Linked DNA regions of Sus scrofa: region 2 is linked to region 1. The links are chromatin contacts, called in public promoter capture Hi-C maps. All regions are on one chromosome and are shown on one strand. The core of a region is the stretch at or near the end of the contact, and the rest is flanking DNA. Distances in the headings are between cores, read along the strand shown.

Evidence for each region. Promoter capture Hi-C pulls out the DNA fragments that hold promoters and counts their contacts.
Region 2: a contact with region 1 is called in a promoter capture Hi-C map of liver, with 6 times the contacts expected there. The contact joins the promoter of TSTA3 here to the promoter of SHARPIN in region 1. A contact is called at or near these places in 2 of 5 promoter capture datasets (fetal skeletal muscle and liver), 1 of 47 Hi-C or Micro-C datasets (omental adipose tissue) and 1 of 2 datasets of contacts at active chromatin or transcription factors (alveolar macrophages).

The regions. Positions count from the first base shown.
Region 1 is chr4:598,580-603,181 of Sscrofa11.1, reverse strand. SHARPIN (sharpin) reads right to left here and starts at 2,484. Exons shown (of 9, transcript XM_003125446.6): 1 at 1,904-2,484; 2 at 1,450-1,624. The coding sequence starts at 2,101. MAF1 (repressor of RNA polymerase III transcription MAF1 homolog) reads left to right here and starts at 2,662. Exons shown (of 8, transcript XM_003125444.4): 1 at 2,662-3,082; 2 at 3,840-3,966; 3 at 4,067-4,195; 4 at 4,272-4,437; 5 at 4,558-4,602. The coding sequence starts at 3,884.
Region 2 is chr4:948,174-952,775 of Sscrofa11.1, reverse strand. TSTA3 (GDP-L-fucose synthase) reads right to left here and starts at 1,829. Exons shown (of 11, transcript XM_021090527.1): 1 at 1,665-1,829; 2 at 550-706; 3 at 122-236. The coding sequence starts at 695. It overlaps ZNF623 (zinc finger protein 623), which reads left to right and starts at 1,866. Exons shown (of 2, transcript XM_021090510.1): 1 at 1,866-2,031. It overlaps LOC102165528 (a long non-coding RNA gene), which reads right to left. Exons shown (of 6, transcript XR_002343676.1): 6 at 2,916-3,135.

The DNA.
Region 1 (4,602 bases), core at 1,235-3,734:
GCCAGGACGTGGAAACAACCCAAATGTCCATCGACAGACGATTGGATTCGGAAGATGTGGTATAGATACACAATGGAATACTACTCAGCCATAAAAAAGAACGACATAATGCCATTTGCAGCAACATGGATGGAACTAGAGACTCTCATACTGAGTGAAATGAGTCAGAAAGACAAAGATAAATACCATATGATATCACTTACGACTGGAATCTAATATCCAGCACAAATGAACATCTCCTCAGAAAAGAAAATCATGCACTTGGAGAATAGACTTGTGGCTGCCCGACGGGAGGGGGAGGGAGTGGGAAGGATCGAGAGCTTCGGGTTATCAGACACAACTTAGAAAGATTTTCAAGGAGATCCTGCTGAGTAGCATTGAGAACTATGTCTAGATACTCATATTGCAACAGAACAAAGGGTGGGGAAAAAAAATGTATGCATGTAAGAGTAACTTGATCCCCATGCTATACAGTGGCGGAAAAAAGAAAACAAAAGAAAAAAGTTCGCTTCAAAAAAGAAAAAAATTTTTAAAAAGAAAAAAATTTAAAAAAGAAAGAAAAAATAAAGTTTGCTTCATACTTGATCTCTGAGGCCTTAAAAGAGTGCTTAGTGGTGCTGAATACACGCCTGGTGAGTGAACGAGTGAATGAATGAAAGAAAAAGGCCCTTCTCCCTCCGCGGATGATGTTGTCTCGACCTCACTTCCCCTCAACGTGTGCTCTTCTTCCCACCCCTCGCACAGCTCTTCTGATGCATCTGTGGACTCTCCCTGACGCACCGTGTGCCTGCCGGACCCGCTTCTTGTCACATTTTGCTCTCTCTTAGTGACCTTGGTTGACCTTTTCTACCCCTAGCCTCTACCTCTTCCAAGCCTGGGCTCCAGCCCAGATCCACCTCCCTCCCTTCCCTCCCATCTGTTCCAGAACTTGACACCTCCAGGCCCTCCAGACAGGCCCTCTGGCTACAAGCTCCAGTGTCTGGTCCTCGCAGCTTCCTGGCTCAACCACTAACTCTATCTTTTAAACCTCCATGAAACCCAGCCAGTCCGTTTCCTAAGCATCGCTGGAAACATCCTCCTTCTCTCCAGCCCTACCTGTTGGCACTCACATACATTCAGACCTCACCCAGTCTTAGGTAGCTTGAATCGCGGCTGTCACTCTACTGCTGAATAGCTTCCCATTGCTTCTGACAGTCTAGCTCCTCACCCAGGTCCCGAGGGCCCGCCTGCTCTGCCCTCTGCACTTGCCTGGGACCCCAAGCGCCAGCTCTTTACTTTCTCCCTCCTGGGTATCTCCCCAGAACCTCAGCAGTGGGTAAGGAGTGTCTAGCTTTCCCACTAATCACTAAGTCCCCTACCCAGGCCTGGGGGACTGGGCTACTGCGATTTTCTCCTAGCACTGACACAGTCTCTGGCCAATCAAATGAATCTTCGATCCAGGGCACTGACCATTCTGTCCTTCCATGGTGGCACTGCGGACCAGGGCTGCCCACCGCTGAGCTTCCTGCGGATCCGTGAAGTGCAGGCCGAGGGTCCCAGGCCCTCCTGGTGGAGGCTGCAGCTCATGCTGGCTGGGGCCTCGGACGTTGTAGTAAACTGACTCCAAGGGCCACTCCAAACCTACCTGAGGAGGGGGAGAGTCCGGGCTCAGTGCCTCGCCCCCAGCGCACACTGCAAGATGATCAAAAGAACACGAGGTAACGTGTGTAGACCACTGACACTGCCCTAAGCCCTTTACTCGTATTATCTTATGAAACCTCCTCAGTCGTCCTATGAAGGGAGGTACCAGCGTTACCTCCAGTCTACGGGCGAGTAAACAGAAGCAAGGAAAAAAACCGCTCCCGGGCGCTGCTGGCGAACGGAAGGACCTGGCCCCCGCGGCTCCGCGGCTGCTCCCACTCACCGCCCCGTGTCCCGCGCCCAGCAGCTCCAGCCGGAAGCGCCCCGGTCGCTCGGGGTCCGCGCTCAGCTGCAGCCTCCGCAGCTGCGCCTCGGCGTCCGGCCCCGCGCCCAGCGGCCTCACCGCGGCGTGCACGGCCAAGAGCACCGCCGGCGAGCCCGGGTCCGAGGAGGCGGCCGCGCCGCCCGCTGGAGGCGCCATCTCCGGTCCGACCTCGGCCCGGCCCCCTGAGCCCGCTTCCGTGGCCTCGGGGGGCCGAGCGCCTCCGCCGGCCGGAAACTGGAGCCGCGAGCCTGGGGTTCCGGGCGCCGCCAAAGCGTCGGAGCCCGACCCGCCCGCTTCGCCCAGGAAGGACACGGCCGAGGGTCTCCGGATTCGGGAGGGCGAGACTGGGCCTGGAGGCCCGTACCCGGGGCAAAGTGTCAAGGATGAAAACACTGGCCACGACTGGAAGGCCCCAAAGGGTCGGGCGGGGACTGCAGCACAGAGGTCCGCGTCTGGCTGAAGCCAGACACCGCTCCCAGGCCCCTTCTAGCCGACCTCCAGCCGCGGGCCCCGCCTCCCGGTCCTGCCCACACCTCACTAGTCCGCAAGCTCCTCCTGGGAACCCCGGCAGCCACCTGGGGCGGAGCCGGCGGGGGTCGTGGCCAATGAGCGCCAGCGGGGAAGGCGTGTTCGCACGGCGGAGAGGATGATGGACAGGCGCCACAGCCAGTAGGAGCATAAGACAGGACTGAGCGGCGGGTAAACCCCCGAATGGCTGTGCGAGCTCCCGATCCCGGCGGCTGGAGCGGGCCATTCAGACGCGTGGGGCCGGACCTGGCGGACGCTTGTTGTTGTCCGGCCCGGGGAGGCAGAGGTCGTTCGCTCGCCTGCTCAGGCCTTCTGTGGCGGTCGGCGGGCAGGTCGGTCGCGATAGTCGGGCGCCGTACAGGGGCGTGGCTATGTCGCGGTGGCAGCCCGGATGGGCCGGCAGGGCCGGGAGTAACGGGACGTCGCCGCGGAGCTTCTTCCCCCGGATACAGTGCGGCCCGAGAGGAGGCCGCGGCGCCGCCCTCCGGTCCTGAGGAGCTCGCGCTGTCCGGGGCCCGCACCGCCTTCTCACCCGCACCGACGCCTATCGACCTGCCCTGTCTGGCCCGGTCCGACCCGGCCCAACCGGATTGAGCGCAGCGCAAGCAGGTAGGCGAACGCCCCTGTGCCCGGCGCCGACTCGGCGGCTCCGGAACTACAGCCCCCAGCAGGCTTTGCGTTGGCGCGCGTGCGTGCGTCTCGAGGCGCACGGCTTCCTGGGATTTGTAGTTCGCGTGGCTAGACTGGGGTTCCCCTTAGACCCGGCCGACCCGGGAGCGCCCTAGCGGCCCCGCTGACAAGCCCTTGGGGGGTCGTGGGGCCTCCCTCTGCTCCCCGGCGTCCTTGGGGAGTGAAGCAGGAACTCATGGGTTTTTCTCTCCCCCTTTGCTAGAAGGCAGCCTGTAGAATAGGGAAGAGCGCCGCACCCAGGTGGCCCGCAGGGCCGAGCCCCTGGTCTCCTGGTTCCGAACCGGCTGCGGGTTCTTTACCTGGCTGAGGAGCTTGGCTGGAGGAGTCTCGTTCCTTCGCAGGCTCACAGTGCCCCCCTTGGTGGGCGGGGCTCTTCAGTTCGAACGGGGAGTCTTGGAGCAGACACTAAACCAGCATCCCCAGGGTGCACAGGATCCCCCATTGGTCCCCCAGCCTGGCCCAAGAACTCCTGTGAAGTGCAGGAGGTGTGGCTGCGGTGGGCCTGGACTTGCCAGTCTCAGTGAAAGGGCATCTGTTCCCTCCACCAGTGCTGAAGGCTTGGGAGCAGGCTGCAGGAGGAACCCAGCTTGTTTATGGTGGTGCCACTCAGTGGGAGGAGGGCCCGAAGGTGGAGCCTCAAGGGCCAGATACCCACAGACTGACCTTCCATCCCCAGGCAGCACGAGCCCCCCGAAGCACAGGACCCTCCGCCCCAAGGACATGAAGCTGTTGGAGAACTCCAGCTTCGAGGCCATCAACTCGCAGCTGACCGTGGAGACGGGAGATGCCCACATCATTGGCAGGTGAGGCCGGGGCCCGGGGCTGGCGTTGCAGAGCTCATGCCGCGCTGGCTCTGACCTGACCTGGGGGTGGCGTCCTCTATGGTCCCGCCTGCATCTCCAGGATCGAGAGCTACTCCTGTAAGATGGCGGGAGACGACAAGCACATGTTCAAGCAGTTCTGCCAGGAGGGCCAGCCGCACGTGCTGGAGGCCCTGTCCCCACCCCAGACCTCGGGCCTCAGCCCCAGCAGGTGAGAGGGGGCAGGGCCTGCCCACGGGGCACTGCGGCGTGCAGGACAGCGCCGGCTGACGCTTCTCTCCGTGCAGACTGAGCAAGAGCCAGGGTGGCGAGGATGAGAGCCCCCTCAGTGACAAATGCAGCCGCAAGACCCTCTTCTACCTGATCACCACGCTCAATGAGTCTTTCCGGCCAGACTACGACTTCAGCGCCGCCCGGAGCCACGAGTTCAGCAGGGAGCCCAGCCTCAGCTGGGTGAGGGCCGGGTAGGGGAGGGACCCGCAGGCCCCCAGCCGTCCCGCGTGCCCTCCCCCACTGAGTGTGGCCCTGCCCAGTCCACACCTGCTCTCCCAGCCCCACCTGTGACCGTCGTAGGTGGTGAACGCGGTCAACTGCAGCCTGTTCTCCGCCGTGCGGGAG
Region 2 (4,602 bases), core at 580-3,079, 350 kb before region 1:
CCAGCTGTGCCAGGTCCTGACCCTCAGGGGTGTCCCCAGGACTGTGGCATGGACATTTGGCCAGGAAGTTCCCAGAATCCCAGGTCCTGGCTCCCAGTGTTCACTGGAGCCCCTCGCTTACCCAGAAGTCCAAATTGTATTTCATGTTCCGGAAGAGGCCCCCCACCATGGCAGCAAGATGGATGACGTGTGTGGGCTGGACCTTTTCAAACAGTGCCCGGGTCTGTGCAGCATTCCTGGGGGGAGCCAGGCCGTCAGGGGCCACTTGGAGGCCCAAGGGAATGAGCATCCTGGCTCAAGGCATTGGGGGCATGAGCCAGGCAGGGCCAATAGTGGGAGCGGCTGCCAAACGGGAGAGCGGCCAGGTCAGGCCCTTACTGGTGTGCGGGTGTGGGCCTCCAGGAAGTTTGCTCAGAAACAAAGCTGCACACACCCAGGCCAGGTTGGCCACCTGGCAGGGAGGGCCCGGACGTGAGGCTCCCGGGCCCGGCCTGGAGCCCTCAGGCTGCAGTGGGCTTGGAGGGGTGCTTCGGGGACGAGCCCACTCACGTGAGGTCGGCATCCTTGGAGGAGACAAACACCCAGTCCTCTCCGGGCAGCCTGGCTCCATCTGCTACCACCTTCTGGATGGCTCTGCCCACCAGCCCGGAGCCCCCAGTCACTAGGATCCGCGTGGACCTCTGGGGCTCGCCCATGCTGGCTGCACCTGTAGGGCCAAATGGTGTGAGGCTGAGGCCATCATGCTCCCACCCAACAGGACCCACTCCCCCTGGACGCCCTGCCTGGGGACACTGCCCTCAGCGCTGGGCCCCGCTATGACTTCCCAGGGCTGGCCTGAGACTCCCTGGGGCGAGTGGCACCAACTGAAGTCACCAGGGAAGGGACACTGCCTGCTAGGGACTAAACAGACCCAGCTAGCCTGAGTCATTCCCTCCTCCCAGCCCAGATCCCCAGAGAGCCCTCTGCCTAGAGCTGCACCAGGGGCCCTGGGGCTACCGTCCAGCTAGGAGAGCCAGCCTCTGCCCTCCAAGCCCAATGCTGACCTTCACTGGGCCAAGAAAAGGAACATCCGGCTCCCTCCTGGCTGACAAGGTGGGGGGGCAGCCAACCTTGGGGCTGGGGGCTCCTGGCCTAGGCATTCTGCTCCCAACCTCCACTCACATATTCTAGACCGGGTAGAAGCGGCGCCCAGCCGGGGAAGGCTGGTCCGAGAGAGCCTTCAAGGGCCTGGTTCCTTGTGGACAAGTCACGCTTCTAACTCAGAAGTGGACAGACCTCAGGGCGCAACCACCTCTGAGGACTCTATCCTGGGGGCTGGAAATCTGCTCAGGCCCCTACTGTACAGCTCTGACCCCAGTGCAGGGGCCCGCGGGCATCCCCGACCAGAAGGCAGTCCAACAGCAGGCCCGCAGGTAGACCCCACCACATACTGCAGGAGCTTCCCACGCCCCCGGATCCCCTCCTGGGCTCCGGGGGCCCCCTCCACGCCCACCGGCATCTGGCAGCTGGGCCCCCTCCCTCACTCCCAGGCCTCTCTCAGCCCTGGCTCCGGCCACCCCTCGGGCACCCCTCAGGCCTCTCGGCGGTCAGGGGCACCCAAGGCCCAGGCGCCGGCTCGCCACGCCACACCCTCGGGGTCCCCTTGGTACCCCGCGCCACCTCACCTGCACCCTTCCCCACCTTCCCCTGGCCGGGAGAGCGGCTTCCGGCGCGGGCCGACTCTCCAGCCACGCGGCGGGACCGGGGAGGGGGCGGGACCAGGGGGCGCCCTCCTGCGGTCCTCTGGTAAATGGAGTCCTCGGAAGGCGCCCCGGGCGCTGCTGGGAAGTGGAGTCCAGGGCCGCGCAGCATCCTGGGAAGTGTAGTTCTCGCCGGCTCCGTGCGTCCCCGACCCCTCCCCACGCGGACCCGGACTTCGCCTTCACACAGCGGAGGCTCGGGAACGGAGGGGGCGATGGCAGGGCGGAGAAGCCGCACATCTCTGAAACGCCGCGGGCTGTCGGGGAGGAGTAGCGGCAGAGCCAACAACCGGTAAGAATGCGGGAGCTTCGACTCCTCATTGCTTTCCTAGGTCAAAAACCGCGTGTTTGTGAGAAGCAGTTGCAACTCTGATACTCTACCGGAGGACATTAAAAAGACAAAACATACTCCATGGAGTTCCCGTGGTGGCTCAGCCCTAAGGACCCCGACTAATGTCCATGAGGATTCGGGTTGATCCCTGGCCTTGCTCAGTGAGCTGAGCTGTGGTGTGGGTCGAAGATGCCGCTCGGACCCCCTGTTGCTGCGGCTGTGGTGTAGGTCAGCAGCTGCTCCCATTCTACCCTAGCCTGGGAACTTCCATGTGCCGCAACTGCAGCCCCCCCCCCCCAAAAAAGGAAAAAAAGAACACGAGACTTTCCTCCCTAAAGTGAGCCTCATGTAGTCGGTTTTGAAAGCTTAAGAACCAAATTGAGGTTTCACTGATGAAGAAGAAATTCGACCTCAGGACAGGAGCGCTGAAGTTCTCAGGTGGCAGGAGGTGATAGGATCTGGTGTTGTCACTGCCGCATTTCTGCACGGATTTGACCCCTGGCCAGAGAACTTTCATATTCTGCAGGTGCTGCCAGGAAGAAAAAAAAAAAATAGTAAAGGGAATCAAACAGGAGTTCCCTTCCTGGCTTAGCACTTAACAAACCTGGCTAGGATCCACAAGGATGCGGGTTCGATCCATGGCCTCGATCAGTGGGTTAAGGATCCAGCGTTGCTGTGAGCCGAGGGGTAGGTCGCAGACTCAGCTTGGTTCCCACGTTGCTGTGGCTGTGGTGTGGGCTGGCAGCTGCAGCTCCATTTCGACCTCTAGCCTGGGAACCTCCATATGCCACAGGTGCGGCCCTAAGAGGGAAAAAAAAAAAAAAAAAAGGAATCAAGCAGCACAGTAAGGATTATACACTATGCTTAAATGGGATTTATTTCTAAAATTCAAGAGATGGTCCAATATTCAAAAGAATAAATGTAGGAATTCCTGCTGTGGTACAGTGGGATCAGCGGCATCTTGGCAGCGCTGGGACGAAGGTTTAATGGCTGGTCCTGCACAGTGGGTTAAGGATCCCACTTAGGTTGAAACTGCAGCTTGCATCTGATCTCTGGGCCAGGAAGCTTAGGGGTGGCCAAAAATGAAAAGAAAAATCAATGTAATACACCACATTAATAGAACAAAGGAAAAAATACACTATCATTCTATTTTATTTATTTATTTATTTATTTTTGTCTTTTTGCCATTTCTTGGGCTGCTCCTGCGGCATATGGAGTTCCCAGCAAGGGGTCGAATCGGAGCTGTAGCCACCGGCCTACACCAGAGCCACAGCAACGCGGGATCCGAGCCGTGTCTGCGAGCTACACCACAGCTCACGGCAACGCTGGATCCTCAACCCACTGAGCAAGGCCAGGGATCGAACCCGCAACGTCATGGTTCCTAGTCAGATTGGTTAACCACTGCACCACGAAGGTAACTCCAACACACTATCATTTTAGTTGATACAGATAAAGCATTTGACAAACTCTAACACCCTTTCATGATAAGAACACTCAAACTAGGAATAAAAGGGAACTTCCTCAACTTAACAAAGAGCATTGATGAAAAAACCCGAACTGGAGTTCCCGTCGTGGCGCAGCAGAAACGAATCCGACTAGGAACCATGAGGTTGTGGGTTTGATGCCTGGCCTCCCTCAGTGGGTTAAGGATCTGGCGTTGCCGTGAGCTGTGGTGTAGGTTGTAGATGTGGCTGTGATCTGGCATTGCTGTGGCTGTGTCCCCTAGCCTGGGAACCACATGCCAGGGGTACAGCCCTAAAAAGACTCCCCCCCAAAAAAAGATGACGATGACGTGTTAAGGAAGCACATGCAGAAAGCGTTACGGTTTTTGTCGTTGAATCTGAGTCTCACTGACTTCTCTCTCAGTGGCGTACGTGTCTGTTCTCGATGTTCGCACAGTGCCTCTGAGGTTAGCCCTCGAGAGCTCTCTTGTTTTTCTTAGTTTGCAAGAAGGTCTTTCAGGATTGAGATCACATGTTTCTTTTGTTTGGGGACGTTTTCTCTACTTAAAGCTTTGAGTCTAGATAGCCTGGATGAAAACACTGTGGCCACGGGGGTACCCAAATCCCACACCCCCTTTCCATGGCCATTTTCCCTGGCGGCCTAAGGGTTCCTAAAGAGCCAAAATAAGAGGACTCCAAGATAACACTCCCTGTTATGTTTTACTTTTATATTTGCATTTTTTATATTTCCTCAATGGTCACGGGTTGCTTCGTAATTAGCTTATGGAATGTCGGAGCACATTTAGAGCCTCACTGTGCACGGGGACCCTCAGCCTCAGGGTGGGGGGCATCCAGGAATGCCAAGGGGTCAGTGGGAGATCCCGGGCACAGTGCCCTTCCCCCGAAGCTCAGGCAGCCTTTGCCAACAAACTTTCATCTCCTCCTGTGTGTTTGAGGACCACTGGCCTGACGCACTTCGTGTCCCTCACCTTCACCACCATGGGTGTGAGTTGTTTTCCTGTGATTATTTACAGAAGACATCCCTACTACGCAACCTTACTCTGTAAAGTTAAGAACAGTGGCTGAAAAA